Linked DNA regions of Mus musculus: region 1 is linked to region 2. The links are chromatin contacts, called in public HiChIP or PLAC-seq maps. All regions are on one chromosome and are shown on one strand. The core of a region is the stretch at or near the end of the contact, and the rest is flanking DNA. Distances in the headings are between cores, read along the strand shown. Region 1 overlaps Cnot4 (CCR4-NOT transcription complex, subunit 4). Region 2 overlaps Bpgm (2,3-bisphosphoglycerate mutase).

The links. HiChIP or PLAC-seq counts read pairs in DNA pulled down with a chosen protein or histone mark.
Region 1: a contact with region 2 is called in an HNF4G HiChIP or PLAC-seq map of pancreatic cancer cells. The contact joins two enhancer-like sites. A contact is called at or near these places in 2 of 115 datasets of contacts at active chromatin or transcription factors (T-cell acute lymphoblastic leukemia and pancreatic cancer cells).

What each region holds. Positions count from the first base shown.
Region 1 is chr6:35,018,468-35,022,813 of GRCm38.p6, forward strand. It overlaps Cnot4 (CCR4-NOT transcription complex, subunit 4), which reads right to left. Exons shown (of 12, transcript NM_001164413.1): 12 at 3,598-4,346. Among named protein-coding and RNA genes, the nearest start is that of Slc23a4, 43 kb to the left of the region's middle. Within about 2 kb of position 2,479, at least 10 of the 459 cell types and tissues checked have an H3K27ac peak or open chromatin away from gene starts, as enhancers often do. A contact at or near this core is called in pancreatic cancer cells, where this site is marked.
Region 2 is chr6:34,492,471-34,496,804 of GRCm38.p6, forward strand. The region is part of intron 2 of Bpgm (2,3-bisphosphoglycerate mutase); the gene reads left to right. Among named protein-coding and RNA genes, the nearest start is that of Gm52898, 17 kb to the right of the region's middle. Within about 2 kb of position 3,006, at least 68 of the 459 cell types and tissues checked have an H3K27ac peak or open chromatin away from gene starts, as enhancers often do. A contact at or near this core is called in pancreatic cancer cells, where this site is marked.

The DNA of each region.
Region 1 (4,346 bases), core at 1,229-3,728, 530 kb after region 2:
CATTTAAAGGTTTACATAACTTAATGCAGGTCTGAAGTCAAATGATCGAAAAGGCTCAGGCACAGTGTACCCATAACCTCTGTGTTATGCAGACAACAAACTATTGCAGACTACTCGCTGACTGCAGGTGGCTATTCTAGCAGATTCCCTGTGGGAATGAACACACAATCCTCAGTATTACCTTCTCTCAAAATACAATTCCCATACAGTTAACAGCGGGCTATCTTTTTCTTTTTCTCTTTTGTTACAACCTCCACTATTTCTTTAATCTAGTTAGATGTAGAAAATGACCCACACCCAGCTGACTTACAACCCTCCCTAAAAACATTAAAAACATACAATGTGTCTTAAACATTCAGCTTACAATTTAATAATTCTCTGTGATTTCCTATTGATTGTACATTAAAAGAACTTCACTGGGGAAGATGTTGTTTAAAAAAGGAATACTTTCAAGGTTGAAAGAAAGTGACACAGGTAGGTGCTGTTTAAACTGAGACAATGATGACTGCTGAATGGCCACTAGAAACTCAAGGCAAAGCTGCCTTCTAGTTCCAGTAGCCTATGCCTCCTGGTTTGTAAAACCAAGATCCAGATGCTGAGGTGACATATCTGACTGCCGTTCTGCTTCCAAGTCCACCAAAATGAGGGTGGGGGTGGGGCTAGAAAGATTAGTGAAGTGTTACAGCTGACTTAAAAAGTCCAACCTTCAACAGTAGATAGATGCATAGCCCTGAGACACAATCCACTAACATTAACAGAATCCACAAAAGCAGAGAACCTGGTAGAAGCAGGCACCCTAGGATAAAGTGGGTGGAGTGAGATTATGATGGGAACTTAGCTTTATCCAGGTTCGTTCCCCAACTCTGCATCAGAGGAGCAGTATGTATATGTTCAGTGAAAACAGAGGGCCCCCCTACCCCAAAATTGCCCTGAAACGCTAGCAGTCAGACCCTTACCATTTTGTAAGACTCCTGTCTCCAGATTCTAAGCAGCAAAGACAAGGCCTACAGACTCGGCCAATAGGCACTTCGTGGTAGAAAACAACAGGTCTTCCACAAGTGAGGCTCAAAGCTAACAACCCGCTCGTGCTTTCAAATACTTCTGTCACACTTTTTGGTCTTGTTCTTACACAGAAAACCAAGTAATAATAAGAACATCTAAGGAGCTCCTAACTTGGAATACAAAGACCAAGGCAGATACGTGAAACTTTTCTCTTGAAGACAGACAGACAGACACAAGAAAGCAATAAAGAAATGGAGACTTCCTAGAAAGTGGAGCATGCGGTAGGGATGGAAAATGAGCAAAAGACAAGCACAAGATTTGCCCCAAGCTCTGTATTTTCAGTATTGACATTTTTTTTCTTTGAAAAGGAAAACCAAGAAGGTACATACAAAAAACTCACTAGGGAAGTCACTACAGATTTCCCAGAGCTAGCCATAGTGGCCACACTCTAAAACCCATTGTATGCTCCCGGTGTCCAGAACAAAGAGCAGCACTGAAGACAACACTGGGAGTTTTAGACCACAGTAGACAAGAGGGAGAAAGCCAGATTGCATACAAGCTGGCAGGAGTGGCTTTGGCTTTCCAACCATGATACTGAAAGCAAGACGACAGAGTAATGCCTTCGAACTTCTGAAGAGAAAAATATGTTACTCAGAACCCGGCATCTAGCACACCACCCACCCAAGATGAAGGAGGTTAATTTTACACACATAGATTTTGAAAACATTTTTCTGTTTTGCTCAAAAAATATTGCTGGAATATATCATTCCAGCAAATTATGAAATCGGAGGGATAAAAGATGAGGGAAGAAGAATCAGAATGTAAGAAACAGAGAACCCAAGAAGAGAGGGACCTGAGGAACACCGGATACAGCAGATCCACACGACTGAGACAATGACTGTGAAGTTGTCCATACCCAAGTTTCCACTGCCTCTTGAAGCACCGGATGCCTGCCATTTTGGTTGAGGTACTTTCTGTCCCACAAGTCTTCTCCCTCAGCTATGCCTTCATCAGTCACACCCACCCAAGCCCTAAGTGTTGTCCTTAATTGAAGAGGAGACAGTAGAGAGACAAACTTGGGCACAGACAACCCTGAGCTCCTGCAGACTACTTCCGTCGAGCATCTAGGACTGGCCTTACGCAGCGGACCTGTTAGATACTCTAACTGGTGAGTCTTGCTCTCCAGTGCTCACTGTGACCTGACTCACTGTCTTCCTCAAATAGGTTTTTTAAACTTAGCAGAGAAGCTAACACCAAACCAGGCCCCAGAGCCTCTAGTGTGTTCCAAGGCCCTTACCAGAGACTGTGGCCAAGTTTTCCTGTCGCTGCTGGGCCTAGTTCAGTACTCAGCTTTTAAAAATGAAGCAATTCATTATCTGTGGATGCAACTTAGCTGGCAGCAGGGAAGAAAGGAAGGACAGAAGAACAAACGTAATGGTGAATAATGTTTGTGGGTTGTAAGTAAACAGAAGAGGTGCCTAATATGCTATAACTTGTGCAAGGCCATTGTAACTTCTTACACAGTAGCCACACCTTTATGGAGTAGGTATGACTCACTAAACATATACAATTATAGCAAGGCAGAATGTCTCTTTTACAAAAAAGGCATCATTTTTACTGCTGTACCAACTGCAGGATTCCCCCATTTGCTTCTGAAAAGGTCTGTTTCCTAGGGGTTGCAGGTTCAGGAAACAAAGGTGAAGGTCCCAGGACAAAGCCCACAGTTCCCAGTTCTTTCACATCACTGCAACATTTCTGTTAGTTTACAAAATGGGTTCTTCGTACCCTCTTGTGTAGCCTGTACTTGTGGTATTTAATAATATACTGTTTATTATCTAAAATACTGTTTTCTTTTTACTTTGTTACTGTTTTTGACAGGGTCTCACTTTATACCCCAGACTAGCCTGGAACTCATGGGAATCCTCCAGTCTCAGACTATGAGATTATAGGTGTATATGCAAAAAACTCAAAAAACTGCTTTCTTTAAATGAAGTAAAGATAAGATTAAGAGAAAAAAAAAGTCCACCCCAAAACACATTGTATACAATTCAATCTACTCTATTTGTCCTGTAGAAGATTCTCTTTGGATACTGCTTACAAGACTGCCAACTGAACGCAGTCTTCTAGCGAGAGCCTCCACTACTTTAGTCAGGTCCCCCTACTCTGGCTGGCCGAGACAGGTGTCTGGACTGTCCGCCCCAGGGCTGCTGGGTCTCTTTCCTGCAGCTCAGAGGGTGATGCTACTGGGCTGCTGCTGCCGCTGCCACCGCTCCGACAACTCTTCCTGGAGACCCATCTCAGCATGTCAGGCTCCTACTCACTCCTGATGAGTGGCTTCAGTTGTCAAGGTCTGCTCTGCATCTCTAAGAGAGAGTTCTTAGCCACTGGGAGAGGAGTGTTGAGAGCAAGAGGGGCTGAGCCTTAAAACTAGCAGTGGCTGACAAAGACAAATCTTTTATGTTCTGATTTCCTCAGAACCACGCTCCACAGCTGAAGATGTAAAATCTAATGGAAACTCATATGGTACTGCATCATTAAATATTCCAAACCCACACGAAACAAACTGAAAAAACAAGAACAAGACTCACCCGAGGGTCACCATCAAGTTTTCTGTTTTATTTAAGATTTTAGTTTTAATTCTGAAGAGAGAGGTACATTTCCTTGTTTTTAGTTTTAGCATCAGGTTATAACCAGGTTTGTTTTCTTTTCTCCTGTCTTTTCAATACTGCACAAACGTCCAGAAACTACAGGGTTAAGTAAAAGCTGCAGGCAAAGAGGTCAGAGATTTGCTTCTGTTGGTGATCTGATGGCCCCAGAGCAGTGCTGGCTCAGAGTGCCCTGTCAGGTGGACTTATGGTCAAAGAAAAAAAAAAGATTCTGACAGAGGAGAAAGACTGAGGAAATCACATAGAATTCAGCTCTTATAAGGATAGGTATTGAATCTGTGAATATCTTTTTCCTTTAAAACATCTGAATTTAAGTCTAAAGCCAAAATTTTTTCTCCTTAAAAAATTACTTTTCCTTCCTTATAAACTCTTTAGCAGTAGGCCAGTTACGACTACAGATCAATTTATCTTCTCATCAACTTCCAATAAATCCCTTTGCTTAACAACACAATTGAGTCCTCCCTATCAATTCAATAAAGAATTTAAAATGAAAAGCATTTTTCCTGCAATAGTGAAAAGTTGAATACAAGATGGAAGCCAGGACCACTGCTTTCCCCCATGAACTTAGCAATCTCATTTAAGTCGGCCGTGCTCTCAGTTCTGCAGTTGACAATGCATTTACTTGACCTTTCCTATAGATTAATTGTCATTTTCTGCTAAGCAGATTATGTCATTATG
Region 2 (4,334 bases), core at 1,756-4,255:
TATTGTGAAAATTTACCACATTGCTAGTGTACATTCTATAGTTGTCTGCCTCACAAGACCCATTTCTGATGGATACAAATTATCTTGATGTAATTACTATTACCTTTTACTTCTAGAGTTACCACAGATCAGCCAGTAAATGACAAAGTCACTTTACTGTATGGTTGTCTTTAGACTTAATGACTAACCAGAATTCATTAAAATTAACAGTCTTTGCAATGCATACTTCCTGTATTCACAAAAGTTGCCAAACTTACATTGATTAAAAAAAAAAAAAGGTAAAAATTCTTGTTGTAGATACATCTGATTCTAACCCATGCTTTCTGTAGGAATACATATTTATATAAAAGTGTCCCCCATAAAATAGGGGTTTTTAAGGACCTGGGGAACTTTCCCTGTGTTGTCCTTAAACCACACATTACCAATTATAAAACTACTTTAACTGTTTGAGAACTAACTCAGAGGTGGGGATAGTGGTGACTCCAGTTAAGGAATTATAATATTGTTCTTTAATATGCTCACAACATTCACCTGCCCTCCTGTCTACAGGGGCAATGTCTGTGTATGTCAGCTGTGCAAGTGTTGACTTTAGGATGCTTTTTAAACTTCTCGTGTATTTGGTACTGCGGCATTACTGCAGTCAGATCCTGGCTGTGCTTAGAAGACAGGACCCAGGGTGGTGTAAAAAAAATCCAGGAAGGCCCCGGATGGCTTGGCCATGATGACCACAGCCTTCGGTCAGAATTGTCAACTCTGCCCCAAGACCAATTTACTTGGCTTCTAAGCAGGATTGCAAGCAGGAGTTTTTTCATTTTAAGTTTTCCCCCTGAAGAATGGCTCTTTTCCTTGCTTATTCTTTCTTCAGAACATTACAGTGTAAGCAGCGGAGTCAAGAGCATCCCTAGCAGGTCGACCAGTTTTTAAAAAGGTAACTTAATACAAGGAAATGAGTCTTTAATTATTACCGCCACTGTAACACTGTGGCCCGCGAATGGCACTCCCTGGGGGAAATGAGTCTTTCGTTATTGCCGCCATTGTAACACTGTGGCCTGTGAGTGGCACTCCCTGGCACAGCTGTACAAAGAGGCTGTTTGTGGAGCTCATGCTTCCTGCCAAGCATAGTCCTAGACATTTTGCACAGATATCTTGTTTCATGTAGAAACCTGAGTGTGGCCTTTAGCTCTCTGGAGAGCAGTAGCTCAATATTGGGTTTTACTCTGTTGTTTACTGTCTCCAAATCCTATTTCTTTATTTCATGGGATCAATCACTGATCAGGAGGCTTGACAGAAGCTTTAGTTAAAACAAGCAAGCTTTTTCACACCCCAGTACCGTGGATGAATCCGTCACAGCATGCTAGGTGAAGAAACCTCAGCAGAGAATGCTGCGTACCGCCTCGGCCCACGCATGTGGCACGTGGGAGCGAACCAAGCTACAAGGTCCAAGCAGAGCTGAGTGGCAGAGGCAGGCTGCATGTCTGCAAGGCGACTCGGGGTCAGGGGATGCTAGGCTCTTGGGCATCGTCACTGCAGGTGCCTACACCTTTATAGACGAAGCTTAACGGAGCTGGCTGGCAGGTGCTTTAGTGTTAATGTAGTGAAAATGGTGCCTCAGAAGAGACCGGCTTCATTCAGTGTAGTCAGTAAGTGAAGTGCCCTTAATCGGGACCTTAGTTTGTGTTCCACAGAGTGATCGTCTGAGTGGGATTCAATCCCAGGACCCCTATTTGCCACCGTATTCTATAGCCATGTGCTTCCATCTGCTCTCTCCACATACACACAGTGGAATTAGATGAACACACCTCCCTGTGTCTTGAAAACTCGAGTGGGCATTGTTACGGCCTTTTCAGTCTTCTGGAGCTGTGTGGTGCCGACTCTCTTCAGTGCCTAAGCCATCAGCAGGCCAGGGCCACCCTTCAAAGTTCTGCTTCATGAGATGTTACACCGAAGATGCTGGAAGAGTTTGTGTGTATTTTTATTTTTATGGTGCTGGGGATTGACCCAAGGAGCTCACACCTTCCAGACCAGTGCCCTGCCACTGAGCTGCACCCTAGCCTGACCGTGTATTTTGTTAGCCTTGCCAGTGTTACTTATACAGGTTGTGAAGCCTTCTGATGGCTTTTCAATCCCAGACTGATGACCTCTTATTTGTCACTGTATTCTATAGCCTTATGCTTTCATCTGCTCTTTCCACTTGTACACACACACACACACACACACACACGCACACACACCCATACCCATCTGTGTGCTTCTAACATCATCTAGTAAGGCTAGAAGTAGGTTATGGACCTCTTGGAGTCAATGTGTGTGAGCAATACAGTTGAAGACAATGTTACTGGTTGGAAGTTAGCTAACATTCTTACCCGAGGATCACCACTTTAGGAGCCTCGTGGCAGCATCTCTGACAGGCTCCCTGTCTGCTGAGCCTGGTCTGTAACCTGCCTAGTAACGTATTTCTATTAGAGATCGATTTACGTGTAATCTGAGAATGCTTAATATTTTCAGAAGACAAACAAGGCATGGGATACTATACAGTAAGAAAATTCCCCCAGGGACTGCTTCACTGGTTTTCAGAACCATAAATAATTGCCTACAATCTTGTCAGTAAGTCCAGGTTAAAGCCGATCTCGCCCCTGACAGTTGTGCTTCTCACAACGCTGCAAGAGAACTTTGAATGCCCGCGGGAGAGCTAAAAGCAACCTGTTGTGCACAGTTCCAGACAGGCGTGTGTTTCTTTTTCTTGTGGTTGGCATAGTTGCTTCCTGTTTGTTTCCTGCTGGTCCACACTGAAGGAAAAGCCGAGTACCTAACTGAGTGTTGGATGTGGTCTGTACCTTGCCAGAGGAAGTAGATTGTTTAGTCTGGTTTAAGCACAGGATCAGGCAGATGCAAGACAGGGATAAAGAGTGGCGGCAAGAAATTTGTATAAGACTTGGACTCTGTCCCTGGAGAAGTGTACACAGCTGCACACACAGCAAGTCAGACACAAGGTGACGTGAAATGAGAGAAATGAGAGGAAAGGTCAGCTAGAGCTGGCTGCCAATGGCGGCTGAGGTGTTTGTCACCTTTGGCATTTAGTAGGATATTTTCAGAATCATGGAGTTCAAGCCCTCTTTCCTGGGAGACAAATAATTGCTTAGTGGTAGAGCTGAGCTAGCTTTTATGCAAGCCTACAAAATCTATAGTAGCCTTTATTCTTAAATAGCGTAAGATTTTAACTGTAATTTAACTAAACAAATTAAATTATAATTATTTGAATACATTATTTAAATTATAAGTGATTTAAGTGAATAAATTTGGTAAATTATAGTGAATGAAAAGTTAACTAAAACTGAAAGGTGAATTCATCTCTCTCTTGCTTAATTTTAAAGCAGCAGCTATTACCCTGCCATCAGGTTACAGGGTAATTTAATACCCTGTTTTCTTTGGTTTCCCCAGGCTATCTTTTAATTGTATGTATGTGAAACTAAAAATTTAGAAGTCTAAAATTAAATTTACTTGTATGGTCACCTGTAATGGACAGTCTCTTCTTTCAGCCCTTACTGATAATAGAAGAATACACAGCGTCGTTGTCCCATAGGTCCAGTGGGGACAAAGAGGGGTGGGTGGGGGTCTCACAGTTGGCTGCCACCAGATTCACTGAAGCTGGGTGGTGTTTTTGCTTTTTTGTTTTTAATCCTAAAATATGGGCTTTCCTTTCGTCCTGTAGCAACTCCTCCTGTGTCCCTGAGTGCTGCTTTTCCCCATTTCCTGCTGCTAAAAGATTTGTAGGCATTTTAGAGAAAAGCCAAAGAACACACAGAACAGATTTGTGCAGTTTGCTTGATTAGCACTAGGTATAAACAACTTTTTTGTTCCAGGCTAAGAACTGTTTAAATGCACCTCCCACACCTCGTTTCTTGCTCAGTTCATAATGAGAAAAGTCTTTAATCAAGGCTTCAACAATAAAGACTAGACTTGAAAGCCAAGAAAGTTAGAATTCACTCAGTTCAACTGTATGCCCAGGGCCCAGTGATTCAAGTCCTGCTTTTGGCCCAGGAGCTAGAGTACACATGAATGAGTGAGACACACAAGGTCCTGCCTATGGTGGATCCTATGTGCCCCTTCTGATCTTTCAGAAATGTCACCCAAAAATGCACATCTGATATGACCTTCCTTGGAGTGCTCTCATGCAAAAGCCTGTTGCTGGGGAATCTTTAACCTTTATTCCTTATAACCTGCAATCCCATGTAAAAAGTGCATTCTTGGTGGATCCAGTGGTGACATACCTAATGTATCTGACGGACCATATAGCTCCATGTTTTGTGCCTCCTAGCAGGCAACCTTCGAAAGCA